2 separate regions of the Gossypium hirsutum genome follow, and region 1 is linked to region 2. A link is a contact called in public Hi-C data. All regions are on one chromosome and are shown on one strand. Each heading gives the region's core, a stretch centred on a gene start, on an enhancer-like site or on the middle of the called end of the contact. The rest is flanking DNA. Distances are from core to core; before and after follow the strand shown. Region 1 has its middle 12 kb from the start of LOC107945217. Region 2 holds the start of LOC107928613 (protein kinase PINOID).

What was found. Hi-C and Micro-C count contacts between places; a contact is called where the count stands out from the background.
Region 1: a contact with region 2 is called in a Hi-C map of leaf, with 2.1 times the contacts expected there. The contact joins the enhancer-like site here to the promoter of LOC107928613 in region 2. A contact is called at or near these places in 15 of 34 Hi-C or Micro-C datasets (anther, callus, fibers and 3 more).

What each region holds. Positions count from the first base shown.
Region 1 is chrD12:7,114,941-7,122,751 of Gossypium_hirsutum_v2.1, reverse strand. No RefSeq gene overlaps it. Among protein-coding and RNA genes, the nearest start is that of LOC107945217, 12 kb to the left of the region's middle. Within about 2 kb of position 6,456, at least 7 of the 9 cell types and tissues checked have an H3K27ac peak or open chromatin away from gene starts, as enhancers often do. A contact at or near this core is called in fibers and leaf, where this site is marked.
Region 2 is chrD12:7,059,836-7,066,702 of Gossypium_hirsutum_v2.1, reverse strand. It overlaps LOC107928613 (protein kinase PINOID), which reads left to right and starts at 3,362. Exons shown (of 2, transcript XM_041108346.1): 1 at 3,362-4,722; 2 at 5,394-6,376. The coding sequence starts at 4,190. The coding sequence ends at 6,174.

The DNA.
Region 1 (7,811 bases), core at 5,207-7,706, 53 kb before region 2:
AAACCAAGAGTGCTATCCTTGGTATCTTAGCGAAAACAGTGGCTGCTGCGGCTTGGGATAATGGAGAGCGGTGGTAACGATGGGTTTGGGGGAGATGAGATCGCCTTATTAACAGAAGAGCTTATTCAACTTTCGGATAAAAGTTCGATGGTGGAACCAAGTGGCAATTTCTCTTTGATATGTTCTGTATGGACAAAGAAACCTTACAATCAAGATAGTTTCAAAGCACAGATGAGGAGTATTTGGAAGACAAGGAAGAAATTTGTGATTCAAGTTGCTGGACAAAATCTCTTTTTGATTGAGTTTGAATTGGAAGAGGATTTAGAGACTGTTTTGGAAGGCCAACCATGGTTGTTTAGGAAGCAATTAATCCTGTTCGATCAGTTGAATAAATCAATGTTAAGAGATCAAATTCGGCTTGTCTCATCACCGTTTTGGATTAAAATTGGGCCGTGTCTACCAGAGTTTGATAAAAAAGACCTTTTGCATGCTATAGGAGTCACTTTTGGAGAGGTAATCAGATCTGGAATTCTTGGTGAATTTTGTCGGCTTAGAGTGCTGTTAAATGTTCAGAAACCTCTTCGAAGGGGTATTTTTGTCACAATAGGGAATGGGAATAAATCTTGGATCCCATTTAAGTATGAAAAGTTGCCGACTTACTGTTTTGGATGTGGCAAGTTAGGGCATGGCATCCAAATGCGATGGTCATCGGTTCGATTCCGATAGCCGGCTTTCCCTATTTGTTTGCTTTTTGCCTTTTTTACATAATTTAGAATGTTTTTTTTGAAATCAAAGAACAAACAGTGAAAAAGCTTTTTCCCCTTTTCTTTCCAATTCTTTCCAAAGGTCAACAATCTGTTTATTATCTCGTCGAAACTTCCAATTAGGGATCAATTTGAGGAGTTGGAGTAGGCATTACAAGCTTTTTTGTGGGAGAAAGTGTAAAATATCTAGGGGAAGTCGCATCTCGTTTTATCTATTATTGTATTTAGTTTATGTATTCATTTTTTTAGTAATTTCCTACTTTATTTTATTTTAATTTTATGCAATTTATATATTAATATTAAATTTCTAGATTTTCATTTTTTTATTTATTTTTTTATTTTTTAGAATATTAAAAAATTATTATTATATAATTCGAATATTAATTCGAATATATTCCCGAAAAGTCAAAAACTAAGTGATCAGGGTTTTGTGAAATCCTCTAAAATGTTAAACAGGTTGTTCCGGCTCGATACCGCCAAGAATTCCTGACTATTGCATGGGAACAAGTTCATCTTCGAAGTATTTTTCCTTTTCAATATTTTTCTAGAATTTGTATATTTTGTGGTAACTGCGTTGAGTATTGTCCAACAAATTGTTTATCAATGACTGAAGAATATGAACTTTCTACTTACGACCGTCACGAATTGAATTATAATCAAATTGCTTTGGGCCGTTTACCAATGTCAGTAATTGACGATTATACAATAGTGGTATCTCGAAAAACAAGCAATTTTTGCTAGGCCTTTATCCTTTTTTTTGGTTCATTAGGGTCGTAGGATTCGATGAAGAATGAAAAAAGAATGGGATTTTTTTGAGAATTGTTGTTTTGACTAAACAAACAGTTGCGGATGACTTGACAATGAATTCCAGGTCAAAGCGACTAATCCGATCTATTTTTGCTCGGAATTTACTCCTGTAGAGAAAAACAGAATTAAAGTGGATCCACCTTTTTCTTTAGCATTAAAAGCAGAATCAACGTTAGTGGGAAGGGAGAGTTTAAAGTTTAATGCTTTATTGAAAAAATCACAACCACAATGCTCTTATGTTGGAGGCATTACAAAGAACCAGGAAGAATATCAGTACATGGAGCAAAGTAGTGGTTTAGTGGGAGGGATCCAGGATAGTTCTTGTTTGGCATCAGCTGTTGCAGATCTTGAATTACACAAGGAAGCAGGTATCAATGAAGGAGGTAATGTAGATAGTACTGTCAGTAATCTAGTTTTAGCCAGGAAAGTTAGTTGGAAAAGAAGGAAAATAGTGGGAGGGAAGGAGAACCATAAGGCTGATCGTAAATTGCAAAAAAGGAAATTGGCAGAATTAGTGCAAGATGAAGATGGGGTAAAGGAGATTCGGGAAGAGAATCTAAAAAGGACAAAACGTGCTGAACAAGATCTAACTTCGAAGGATGAAATTAATTTACAAATAGAATTTTCCAACCAGACAGGATCGGCGGCTGCCAATGGGCAAGCCGACCAGGCACAAAGAAAATCATATGTTGGAATGTCCGTAGATTGGGGAGTCCACGGGCAGTAAGGAAGCTTCGGTTTTTACTTAAGCAAAGTAATCCTCAATTTGTCTTCTTAATGGAGACTAAAGTAAGTGGAAAACGTATGGAAGCAATTAGAAGAATGTGTGGTTTCATGAATGTACTTGAAGTAGGAGCTGCTGGTACGCGGGGTGGTATTTGTTTAGCATGGCGAGAGGAGGTTCAGATTCACCTTAGATCTTTGTCAATAAGTCATATTGATGTACTGGTTAAAGGAGAAGGTGCTCATGGCGACTGGAGATTCACGGGGTTCTATGGCTCTCCCTACTCACAAGATAAAAATGCTTCATGGGATTTATTAAAGATCTTGGGACAGGAGCAAGAGTATCCTTGGTTAGTGAGTGGAGATTTCAATGAAATAGCTTATTCTTTTGAAAAAAAGGAGGTCAACCGATGGAGGAAAGAAAGATGGCAGCGTTTCGGGAAACTCTACAAGAATGTCACCTTTTAGACTTGGGATATTCAGGAGTATGGTATACATGGGAGAGAGGGAATTTACCAGAGACGACTTACGGGAAAGATTGGATAGAGGTGTTGCAAACGAAAAATGGATGGAGTTATTTCCAACGGGCAATATTAATCATCTGACGTCTACCCTTTCGGATCATTGTCCTTTGTTAATAAGCACAATTAATTTAAACAGTTTCAAGACAGTTCCAAGTTTTAAATTTGAAGCCTGGTGGACTACAGAGGAGTCAATAGAGAAAGAAATTCGGGAAGCCTGGAAGTCACAAAATGGATCGGTTTTGGAAAAGCTTGAGAACTTGTAGATTAGCTTATCGAAATGGGCTAAATCTATTAGAAGGCAACGGAAGGGAATGACAGAAAGAACTACAAAAGAGCTTGAAGATTTAATGAAGAAGGAACCTGATGAAGATGTTATGAACCAGATAATTAATAAAAGAATTCATTTGAGCATGGAAATCGAGAAGGAGGAGATGTATTGGGAACAGAGAGCACGAGCTAATTGGCTAAAGTTGGGGGATAAAAATACAGCATTTTTTCATAAATATGCATCAATGCGGAGAAAAATTAATACAATTAGCAGGCTTGATAATGATGATGGGAGAGGAATTACTGAGTTTGAAATTAATGAGTTGCCGACGCAGTATTTTCAAAAGCTTTTCTCGACTACAGGCGTTGGAGATCCTTCTCATCTTCTAACAGGTGTTCAGAATTGCATCTCTTCGGATATCAATGCAACCCTATTGAAAAAATTTACGTTAGAGATTTATATTGCAGTGAAGGGAATGGGTTCAACAAAAGCTCCAGGTTATGATGGCTTCCCGGCTCTATTCTTTCAAAAATACTGGCATATAGTGGGCGAAGACATTGGGAATTTTTGTTTAGAAGTTTTAAATAATGGAAAAGACGTGGAAGAGTTAAATGTAACTAAGATTACCCTTATTCCGAAGAAGTCCAATCCTACAAACCTTGCAGATTTTAGACCAATTAGTTTATGCACAGTTCTTTATAAAATTATTGCTAAAGCTATTGCCAATCGTTTTCAAGAAGTCATTGGGAGATGCATTGATAGTGCTCAAAGTGCATTTGTCCCAGGGAGGCTAATTTCAGACAATATTTTGATAGCTTATGAAATTCTGCATACTCTTCGGAAAAAACGTAAGGGGAAGAAAGGTTTTATGGCAATTAAGCTTGACATGAGTAAAGCTTACGATAGGGTGGAATGGGCTTTCTTGAAGGAAGTTATGATACGGATGGGTTTTGCGAAGGAATGGGTGGTACTTATAATGAGATGTATTTCTACAGTCTCTTATGTTGTTACTACGAACGGGAAGAATGGTAGAGTCTTTGAACCAACCAGAGGACTCAGACAGGGTGACCCACGTAGCCCTTTTCTACTTCTTATTTGCAGTGAAGGTTAATCGTCGTTAATCAGGAATGCTACAAAAGAGGGATTGATTAAAGGGGTGAGAGCCAGCAGAAGAGGCCCGATAATATCGCACTTGTTATTCGCAGACGATTGTATTTTGTTTGGTGAAGCCACAGAAAGTAGTACAAGTTACTTCAAAGCTATGTGTTAACTTTAATAAATCAATGATCTTTTTTAGTTCGAATTTGAAGGAGGGGGATAAAGGCAGGTTATCAGCTGATATGGGAATAAGATTTTCGAACAATATGGAAAAATATCTTGGATTGCCAAATATTGTAGGCCGGAAGAAAAAAGAATCGTTTTAGAATCTCAAAGACAGAATAAAGCAAAGAATTGATAATTGAAGTACTCGCTTATTCTCTCAAGGGGGTAGAGAGGTTTTTATTAAATCAGTTCTTCAGGCAATTCCTACTTATGCTATGACATGTTTTCTATTACCAAAATCGCTTTGTGATTAGTTTGACAATTTAGTTGCTAGATTTTGGTGGCAGAAAGGGAAAGGAAAGAAAGGAATTCATTGGTGTCAATGGGAATTTATGTGTAGGCCTAAAGAAGAGGGTGGTATGGGCTTCCGAAATATGGCACAGTTCAATGTAGCTCTATTGGCTAAGCAAGGGTGGAGGATTATGAATAATCAGAATGCGCTTGTAACGAAAGTGTTTAAAGCTACGTATTTTTCGGATGATAATTTCTTAAATTTCAGGTTAGGAAATTCTAGTTCGTATGTATGGAAAAGTATTTGGGCAGCAAAGGACTTTTTGAAAAAAGGGCATTGTTGGAGGGTGGGGACGGGTACTAATATTTGCATAAGCGATGCTTGGATTCCAGATTCTGTTAATTTTAGATTATCATCAGATATTAATTTTTTGCGTGATGTTAAAGTTGGCGAGTTGATTGATAATAATACCAGAAGTTGGAAAAAAGAGTTGATTACTAGTACCTTCCTGGAAGACGACGCAGCTAGAATCCTCAGAATCCCTCTGGCACAAACACCGCATGATGATTTTCTTATCTGGGGAGGCGAACGGTCGGGTGAGTTTACGGTCAGAAGTGCCTATCAACTATTACAAAAATTGACTGACAATCCTAGAGCTTATGCTTTACAGACCATCTATGGGAATTTTTATAAAAAACTATGGTGCCTGAATCTACCAGCTAAAATTAAGGTTACAATATGGAAGCTATCTAGGAATTATCTGCCTACAAAGGTGAATCTTCAACATCGGAAGTTAGTAGTAAATCCGAGCTGCCCCTGATGTGGAGAAGAAGCTGAAACAATGAACCACTTATTTCGTTACTGTCATGTTACAAGGGAGGTGTGGAGATCATTATCGTTTCAGTGCATTTTAAGGAATCATTGTGAAGATTTTGGACAGTGGATTACCTAGGCAATAGAGCAGCTCAACCTTGATCAAAGTCGCGTATTTTGTTGTGCACTCTGGGCAATATGGGGTGACAGAAACAAAAGAATACATGAAGGTAAAATTAGAAAGGGGACGGAAGTTGCAAATCTTATAATCAGTTACATCAAAGAAATTGATAGTCTTGAGAAGAGAGATCTGAACCGTACCTTAGAGAAAAAGAGATGGTCGCCACCACAGGAAAGTTTCATGAAGATCAACTTTGATGGTGCTTACGATAAAGTAAAGAATCAGTCGGGTGTGGGTATTGTGGCCAGAGATTCGAATGGTACTATTCTTTTTTCATATTCAGAGATTCATTTTGGTATTCCATCAGCCTTTGCTGCTGAAGCAATTGCCTGCCGGAAAGGCGTTCAAATGGGAATCAGGAGGGGATGGCGACATTTGATCCTTGAAGGAGACTCCCTCACAATAGTCAAAAAATGTAAATCGAAGAGTCAAGATAGATCTATGGTGGGAGTATACATTTTTGACATTCAACAGGAAATCTATGGACTTGAAAACATCAGATTTCAGTATATACCTAGATCCGCAAATGGTCTTGCTCATATCATAGCAACAGAATCATTGAGAAGAGGAGAAGAGTTTTACCTGGATAGGGGAGTTCCAGATTATGCAAATGGATCAAGCTCGGCTGGATGGGGGAAGTGAAGAAGAAGTCTCCAGAGAAGAAAAATGAAGAATGAAAGGCTTTGAACAAGAAAATGAAACGGACTGATTTCTTTTGGCTTACCTTGGAAATGAAATCGTCATTATGAAAGGAGATGACAGAAAAGACTGAAGACGGTTTCCCATGCTTCTTCTGATTGGGCAATGGGTCGGTGCTTTAATGACCGATTCTAGAACATTCATTATAAATATCTAGATTTTATTTTGGTTAAGGCCATCTGATTTGGGCCGTATTGGGTTTTAGGTTCTTTTATCTTATTTTTGTTTATTTGGTTTGATTTCAGTTTTGAACAATAACTTTTATTTTCATAATAAAGCCCAATCTGGAAATTTCAAAAAAAAATATTATATTACTATAGCTAACAATGGATGGAGACAAGTTGATGCTGGTGATGGTGTGGACATCGTTGGATTACTACCTGCACAGTTTGCTTGGCCACATGGAGCTACTCACGAGTTGAGGCTCATATTATTGGGACACAAAGATAAACCTAAAAATGATTTCTATATTTTTTGTAAATTAAAGCCTCGTTCATAGTCTTTGAAATCTTCAGGGAATGTGGAAAGTGGTGAGAACCATCTTATACTAATTGTTGGTGCTGATGTTATACTTACTAGTGATGCAAGCACAGCTCGCAGTATTGAAAAAAGTTTAAAGGAATCCACCAGCTTATCAAGAGAGATCGACAAATACATGGACGTGTGGTCTTTTACGCAGAGTATGCGAGGTGGTCCCTCTGGCACTACTGTTGGGGAGGGAAGTGCTAGTAGTAGAAAGAGGCAAAAGACTGCTGCTGGAATTGCTAACCTTATACTAAGTATTGAAGATGATGGTAGCCCAATAGGGGAGCTTCATCATAAGAAAAGAAGAGATTACGATGAGCCATCTGTCGAGATAACTCCTATTACTACAGATCCTGCCACAATTTCATCTCTCCCCATTTCTCCTGATAATTCTCCTCCACCACCAAGACCAACAACTGATGACATTTTCAGAGCTATTATTGATCATGGCCCCCTAGTGGTTCCATGAAGTTCATCGCTTCTGGTGGTGAACCAAGGATTTTATTTCAATAGAGAGAACATCTCAGTAAGAAAAGTTTTCTTTTAGTCCTAATGAGGTGAGGAAGCAATGGAACAGTTGTATGTCTGAAGAAGCAAAGTAGTACATCTGACCATCTAAGTCATCTAGTAGCACAAGTAAACCTTCTCCGCAAGAGTTAGTACTCTCTCTGCAAATGATCTTAACTAAAGCTGGCATGGCTAGTGTGGGGCTCGCTGAGGGCATTAACGAAGCAGAGATTAAGAAGAGGGAAACACAAAATGTTCATCAATCTACCGTGGGGGTGCTACAAAGAGCTCGCAAGATACATGCGTACTTGATTGAAGATAATAGGAAATTATTGGAGCAGAATAGAAGGTTGCAAGAGACCTTAATTAAGACCTTAGTTAACCTAATCCTTCATTAATTAACATATAAATGGATTCTTCCATCATTTCCCACTAACATACATTA
Region 2 (6,867 bases), core at 2,113-4,612:
TTGGAGTAAAAAAAGGCAAATTAAAATATATCCAAACCAAGCATGATAATGATAGTGTCATGAAAATACAAGACCAGCAAATCAGGCAACACCAAGTATGATAAGTTTAATTAAGGAAGAAAGAGGGCATCAATTAAAATATATAATAGGGTAAACTACTTAATTGGTCACTCAATTTTTAGGAAACTTTTATTTTAGTCACCTAAAATGAAATTCTTACAATTTCGTCACTCAACTTTTAGGGGGCTTTCATTTTAGTCATCCCACCGGTAAATCTCTAACGGTGATTAAACGCAACACCATATTCACAATTTCATTTTGGTCAACCAACTTCTAGATCGCTTTTATTTTGCTCACCTAAAAAATATCCCTTTTTAAAGTATTGGTTAGGGTAAAAAGAAAAGGAATAAAATAAAATAAAAAAGCGGTAGAAACTAAAATAACGCATTAAAAAAATTGTCAAATTGTACTTGTTTATCACATTGCTGAAAATTCTAATTTTTTTCAATATTAAAAATTAAAATTTCAAAACATAAAAATTAATTAAATAAATTTTTGAAATTTTCTTATCCATTGATAATATTAATTGTTTTGTTACTATAATATTAAAATTAATTAAATTAATCTCCTTCTAAATTTTAAAATTTTAGGTTATGTTTCCATGTTATTCTTAATGAAATTAAGTCGGTGACTCATATTTAATAATTGTTTGCGAAATTTAAATTTATTCTGATTATATAATCTTGAATCTTTCATACTAAACTAAAAGAAAAGAAAAATAATTGTAATTAATTAAATTAATTGATTGTTCTTCGTTTGGGTAAAGAAGTAATGAAACATCTTTGAGTTTTATTTGGCATGGAAGATAAAATTAATTAATTAAATTAATTGTAAGGATTTTTCTTTGCTTTTAGTTTAGTACGAAAGACTCGAGATCATATAAAAAACAGGTTTCATGTACAATTATTTAAGATGATTTATTTGATTTGATTTTAATTTGGAAACATAAAATAAAAATTTAATATTTAAAAGGAGACTAAATTAATTAATTTTAATATTATTGTAACAAATCGGTTGACACTATCAAGGGATAAGAAATTGTTCAATAACCTATTTAATTTGATTATGATGTTTTGAAATTTAAAATTTCAATATTAAAAAAAATAATTTAGAATTTTTGGCAATGGCGTAAATAAGTATAATTTGACCATTTTTAAAACATTATTTTAGTTTCTACAGCTTTTTCATTTTTAATCTTTAATGTTTTTAACTCCAATTAATCCTTAAAAAAATGGACATCTTTTGGGCGACTAAAGTGAAATGTGAATATGATTTGGATTGTACAATTAACCGTCATTAAAGATTTAACAATTAAGTGACTAAAATGAAAATATTCTAAAAGTTGAATGATGAAAATAAAAACGCGGAGAGTTTAAATGTGAGGTTGTGGGTTGTCTTATTCCCTAGAAAAAGGATTCCCCTTTTTAAGATTTTATAGCATATTGGTGCAGTAAGAAGGGAAAAAAGATAGGGGACAAACATAGTTGTAATTTGAATATAGATCCCCCACCCCATAAAACTAATACCAATAATAGAATCTGTAATGCAGTCAAGTGGACACAACATAATTTCATGCCAAATCTCAGTTATAACTTTGAGATTTAAGATTATGATTATTAGGAAGTGTCGTTCAATTATTGTGGACAAGTTATGTATTTTATTAATTTGTAGGCTAATTATGGTTGTTGACAACCTCATTATTAATTTTAGGAAAAACTAAGTAGAGATTTTTTACCCTATAGATAGATTTAGATTTGGATGGGATCTCAGGTGGGTTGATTTCTCGATTTTCAAGAGCCTTTGGGGGACCTTCACTCTCAAATCAAACCTTAATTATAGATCATCCTCTATACCCCACACTTCCTCAATACTATATAAATTATTGCATTCTTTCTGTTTATTATTGTCAACATGACGTGATTGCTGCCAATTTCGTCCTACTTTTGCCTCTTAATCTTTTCTTTTTATTAATTATAAAGTAAAACTCGAACAATAAACATGAATCGAACTCAAAAGTTGTGCCTCTTAATCTATTTTAGTAGCAAATTTTGTAGGTTTTTCAATCTCAAATCCCTCCCCCTATTAAATTCAAGTTGGTCATCAAATGTTAGGCATTTATGAGGAAAGTGTTTGGACCTCGTCTCTCTTTTAAGTGTTAGGGCCCTAACTGTTGCAACCTCAGGGCCCAGGAGATTGCTCCCAAACTGGTGGACATGTCATGCATGCTCTCTTTTATTTGGCCATGTGGATTTTAATAACACTATTTGCAGTCTCATGGTTCTGTTACTGTTATATATTGCTTTCCTCTTTTAATTTAAAACCAAAATTAATTTTTTTTTATTTGGTTAGAGATATTAGCAGAAGCCAGTTGTGGACAGCAAGCATTGCCTTTACTTTCAGATTAATTATATATATTTTCTTTTTCAAGATAGTATTTTATATACCATGATCCAGAGTAAAAACATTGCATGATGAGGAACATGCATATAAATATATAAAAGATTAAAAAATAATAATTAGAAAAGATTGTAGTTAAAGTGAAAAAGGAAACATAAGTTGTCAGCAATGCAGTTCTATGATTGGGGTTTTTGTCTGCTAAATTCTTCTGGTTCTAAATAAGTTAGCAAAACTACTTGGGACCTACTATCATAATTCATATACATATACATATACATATACATATACATGATTAGATTAGGTTTGGTTAGATTTACAACTGCATTTCACGTTTCATCTTCTCATGATTTACGGTAATAGTATTACGAAGGTCTCTATATTAGAAGTCACATTGTATTTTATTCTCTCTATTCAAAAAATGGACAGATTAATCTCTATACATTAGATCAAAGAGCAAACTGATCTTTCTATCGAAATATTCATCCATTTCTGTTGTTAAAAATTGGTCTATGTATGTCAACATGAAGCACACACGACATATCTGTCGGATTATTTGGTCAACCACGACAGTTTTTAGCAATAGATATAGATGAAATTTTTAATAGAAATATCAATTTACTCTTTAATTTAATGTATATAGATTGATTTATCTATTTTTTAGTAAAAAAGGTAAAATGTAATATATATAAAAACATTGATGGTATTTTTACCTATATTTTGTCAATAAACTACCAAGCGCCCATATTTTTTTTTTTTGATAATTAAGAGAGGGAAATGAAATCTCATACTCTTATACATTGATAATCCAAAGTAATTTGTAATCGTTTAATTAATTTACCACGTAAAGAGGGAAATAATCACGTAGTAGTGTTTTTGAAGTAGAGCTTAAGGCTTATTTTACCTTGAAAAATGGAAATTAGAAAGAAATGATTAATTAATAACACATTATTATAGTGTTAAGTGATATGAAGCAGGCGCACGTGGCGGATAACCCAACGTCAACGTAAGCCAAAAGTCGTAATAATAGTATAGGCAAACACCAAAATCCATGGGTAAAAGCTAAAAGGCCAAGCCATTAACCGCGATTTACTGCATGCCACCATAATCACCTCACCAGCAGCAGCGTAATAAACATTAAATATCCCCCACCGCCCCCTCAGGCCTCACTCATCAAACCAAGCTCCTAGTACAAGAAACCAAACAAAAGGCTGTTTTCATTTTGCTTTTATTTATTATGCGTCTCAGAAATTTGGCTTTGCTTACGTACATGGTGGTTTTTGGGGGTTTGCTTAGAAACCCTAAATATCAGGTCCCCGTCCTTCATCATAAAAGCCCCTCTGATGTGCTTCAAAATATGCATTCAAAGCATTTCACTGAATCCCATTCAATGCCCCCTCTCTGCTAATCATTCATTTCTTCTCTTTTTGCTTGCCCATAGTTTTTGACTCCCTTTTCCCCTTCAAACTTACTGCTCTCTTTCTACTTCACTATTTGACTCTCCTTCATCTCCTTTACGGGTATCTGATTCCACTCATCATCAAATCATCTTCTTAAAACCCAAAATGTTCAAAGTTGATTGCTTTTATCCACCGTCTTTAATTTCGGTCATCTGAAGTGATTCCCACTTTTTTCTTTTTTGACTTCTTCATCATCATCATCATCTTCTTCTTCTTAGATCATCAAAGAGTTTTATGTTGATTTTCCCTGTCTTACAAGTAGAGAGAAACATAAAATGTTGGAGTGCGAACGGAAGTCAGAAAGTGAGTTAAGTTCATCGAGTGAGTGTTCAATGACAAGTGAAAGCCGTAGCAGCTTCAGCCGTCTCTCCTTTGAGCTCCGGTCTTCCCCGGAAAACCTTTATCTCAAACCCCACCGATCTTCCGACTTGGCTTACTCCGCTATCCGTTCCGCCACCTTCGCCCGTAAAACCGGCCTCACGTCCCGTGATTTCCAGCTCATCCGCCGCATCGGTTCCGGCGACATCGGAACCGTCTACCTCTGCCAGCTTGCCAACGCAGATGAAAAATGCTGTTATGCGATGAAGGTGGTGGATAAAGAAGCGTTGGCCATGAAGAATAAAGTGCAACGTGCTGAAATGGAGAATAAGATCTTGAAGATGCTGGATCATCCATTTTTGCCTACTTTGTACGCCGAGTTCGAAGCTTCTCATTTCTCTTGCATAGTTATGGAGTACTGTTCCGGCGGTGACTTGCATTCTCTTAGACATAAACACCCTCAAAAACGCTTCTCTTTGAGCTCCGCAAGGTACATCATTTTTTGTTTTCTTAGCTCACTACCTTCACATTCATTACAATGATTTTACGCTCATCCTTCTTGCATGCTTTAATCTGTGTCTTTTGTTTTCTTCTGCTGTTTTCAAAACACTTAGCCTGTCTTGTTCTTATCCTTGTCTGCCTCAACTCTGCAAAGTCTCTTTCAATAAGCAACCTTGTCTCTCTTCTTTTTCCAATATTTCTTGGTTGCTATAAATTTTACAAATAAACAAATATTATTTTATAAAGCAATAAGATATACATTTTTTCCCCAAAATATCATTAGAAAATAAAGTTTCATTATTTGAGTTTTGTTCTATTTTACTCGGTTTTCATTTGAATTTTCATCAGTGTACGAGAATTCGGGAGTGTTAGGAAGCATTTTATTTATTTTTCCTTATTCTTGCTCGACAGCTGAGATTGTTCACGCAATTACATACATCAGACTTTAGCCTGAATTTCCCTTATTCGATTGTGCCTTTCCATTTATTGTCTTGATAAAATTCCTTGCCATGCAAGCAAACTCTTGAGATGAATGCTTCTGTTACTCTGGTTGCTGAGAATTTGCAGACGATAAGACATTTAACTACACTGTTTCCAGATTCCATCAATTCTGACATTAAAAATGAACTAAATAAACTGATGATTAGTTGCTTATTCCAGGTTTTATGCAGCTGAGGTTCTGGTAGCTCTAGAGTACCTACACATGCTGGGTATTATTTACAGAGACCTAAAACCGGAAAATGTTTTAGTAAGATCAGACGGTCACATCATGCTATCGGATTTCGACCTTTCACTTTGCTCAGATGCCATCGCAGCAGTTGAATCACCGTCATCGTCCCCGGATCCCACGCCTCCCCAAAACCACCGCTCTTCTCGTCCACCTCCAACCCCTCTCTCCTGCCTATTCCACCGCTTCTTCCGGTCAAAGAAGATACAGACGCTCGCACCCAACAATCTGTTCTTCGTGGCGGAGCCCGTCACCGCCCGGTCACGCTCATTTGTAGGGACCCACGAGTACATATCTCCCGAGGTGGCTGCCGGTGGGTCCCACGGTAACGCCGTGGACTGGTGGTCTCTAGGTATCTTCATTTACGAGATGATATACGGAGGTACACCTTTTGCGGCTCCATCGAACGAGGTTACGCTGCGCAACATCGTGAAAAGGCCACTCACTTTCCCAACCCACTCGCCTGCTTCTCTTCTCGAGCACCACGCTCGAGACCTCATCTCCGGGTTGTTAAACAAGGAACCCAACACTCGGTTGGGATCCAAACGCGGCGCTGCCGACGTCAAAACCCATCCTTTCTTTAAAGGACTCAATTTGGCCCTCATAAGGTCGCTTACGCCGCCGGAGATTCCGGGATTTCGGCGGCCACCCACCACGACGTCCTTTCACCATCCTGAGATCGAGGAACAATCCAACGCGTTTGATTACTTCTGAGAGGCCACGTGTTCTGTCGGTTATGCCAGATTTTACGACTGGCCAGTGGAGAGACAGATATGTATATTCGAGCAGTCTTTTGTTTTTTAATGGTGCTATTTAAGTAAGAAATTTTTAGGTTGGGAATTAGATTGGATATTTGTATGATAGTAAAAACATAATTTTATTATTTTATATTATTTTATAATTTTTAAAAATTAAATTTAATTATTTTTAGAAGTTAAAATATATAATTTTATTATTAATTTAAAATTTTATAAATTATTAAAGATATAAAAACTTTGCATTTAGTGGTTGATATTATATAGCTAATTAATGGAAGATATTCAAACACCAAGTGGAAAAGAAATCAATAAATTAATAGTATGATTTATGGGTTGATTTTTTTTATCTAAATAGTATAGAAATATTAGAAAATTGCTTATCTATATGTGATAAGTTTTTGTATTTGTTCTTAAATTTATGATATATTTTAATTTTATATTTTATACAAATGTGTAATTATTTTGGGGCATAGAGCGAAATGTTGGCCAAACACAAACAAAAAAAGGTTATGAGTAGCAATAAATAATTTAACTTGATGAAACTAAAACAAAATATTACCTTTATTGAGTTTCAAGTAATAAGAGGGATGGGTTCAGAATTTCCCATACTTTTTGTGGAAAATGAACAACACTCAATCATTAGTTTATT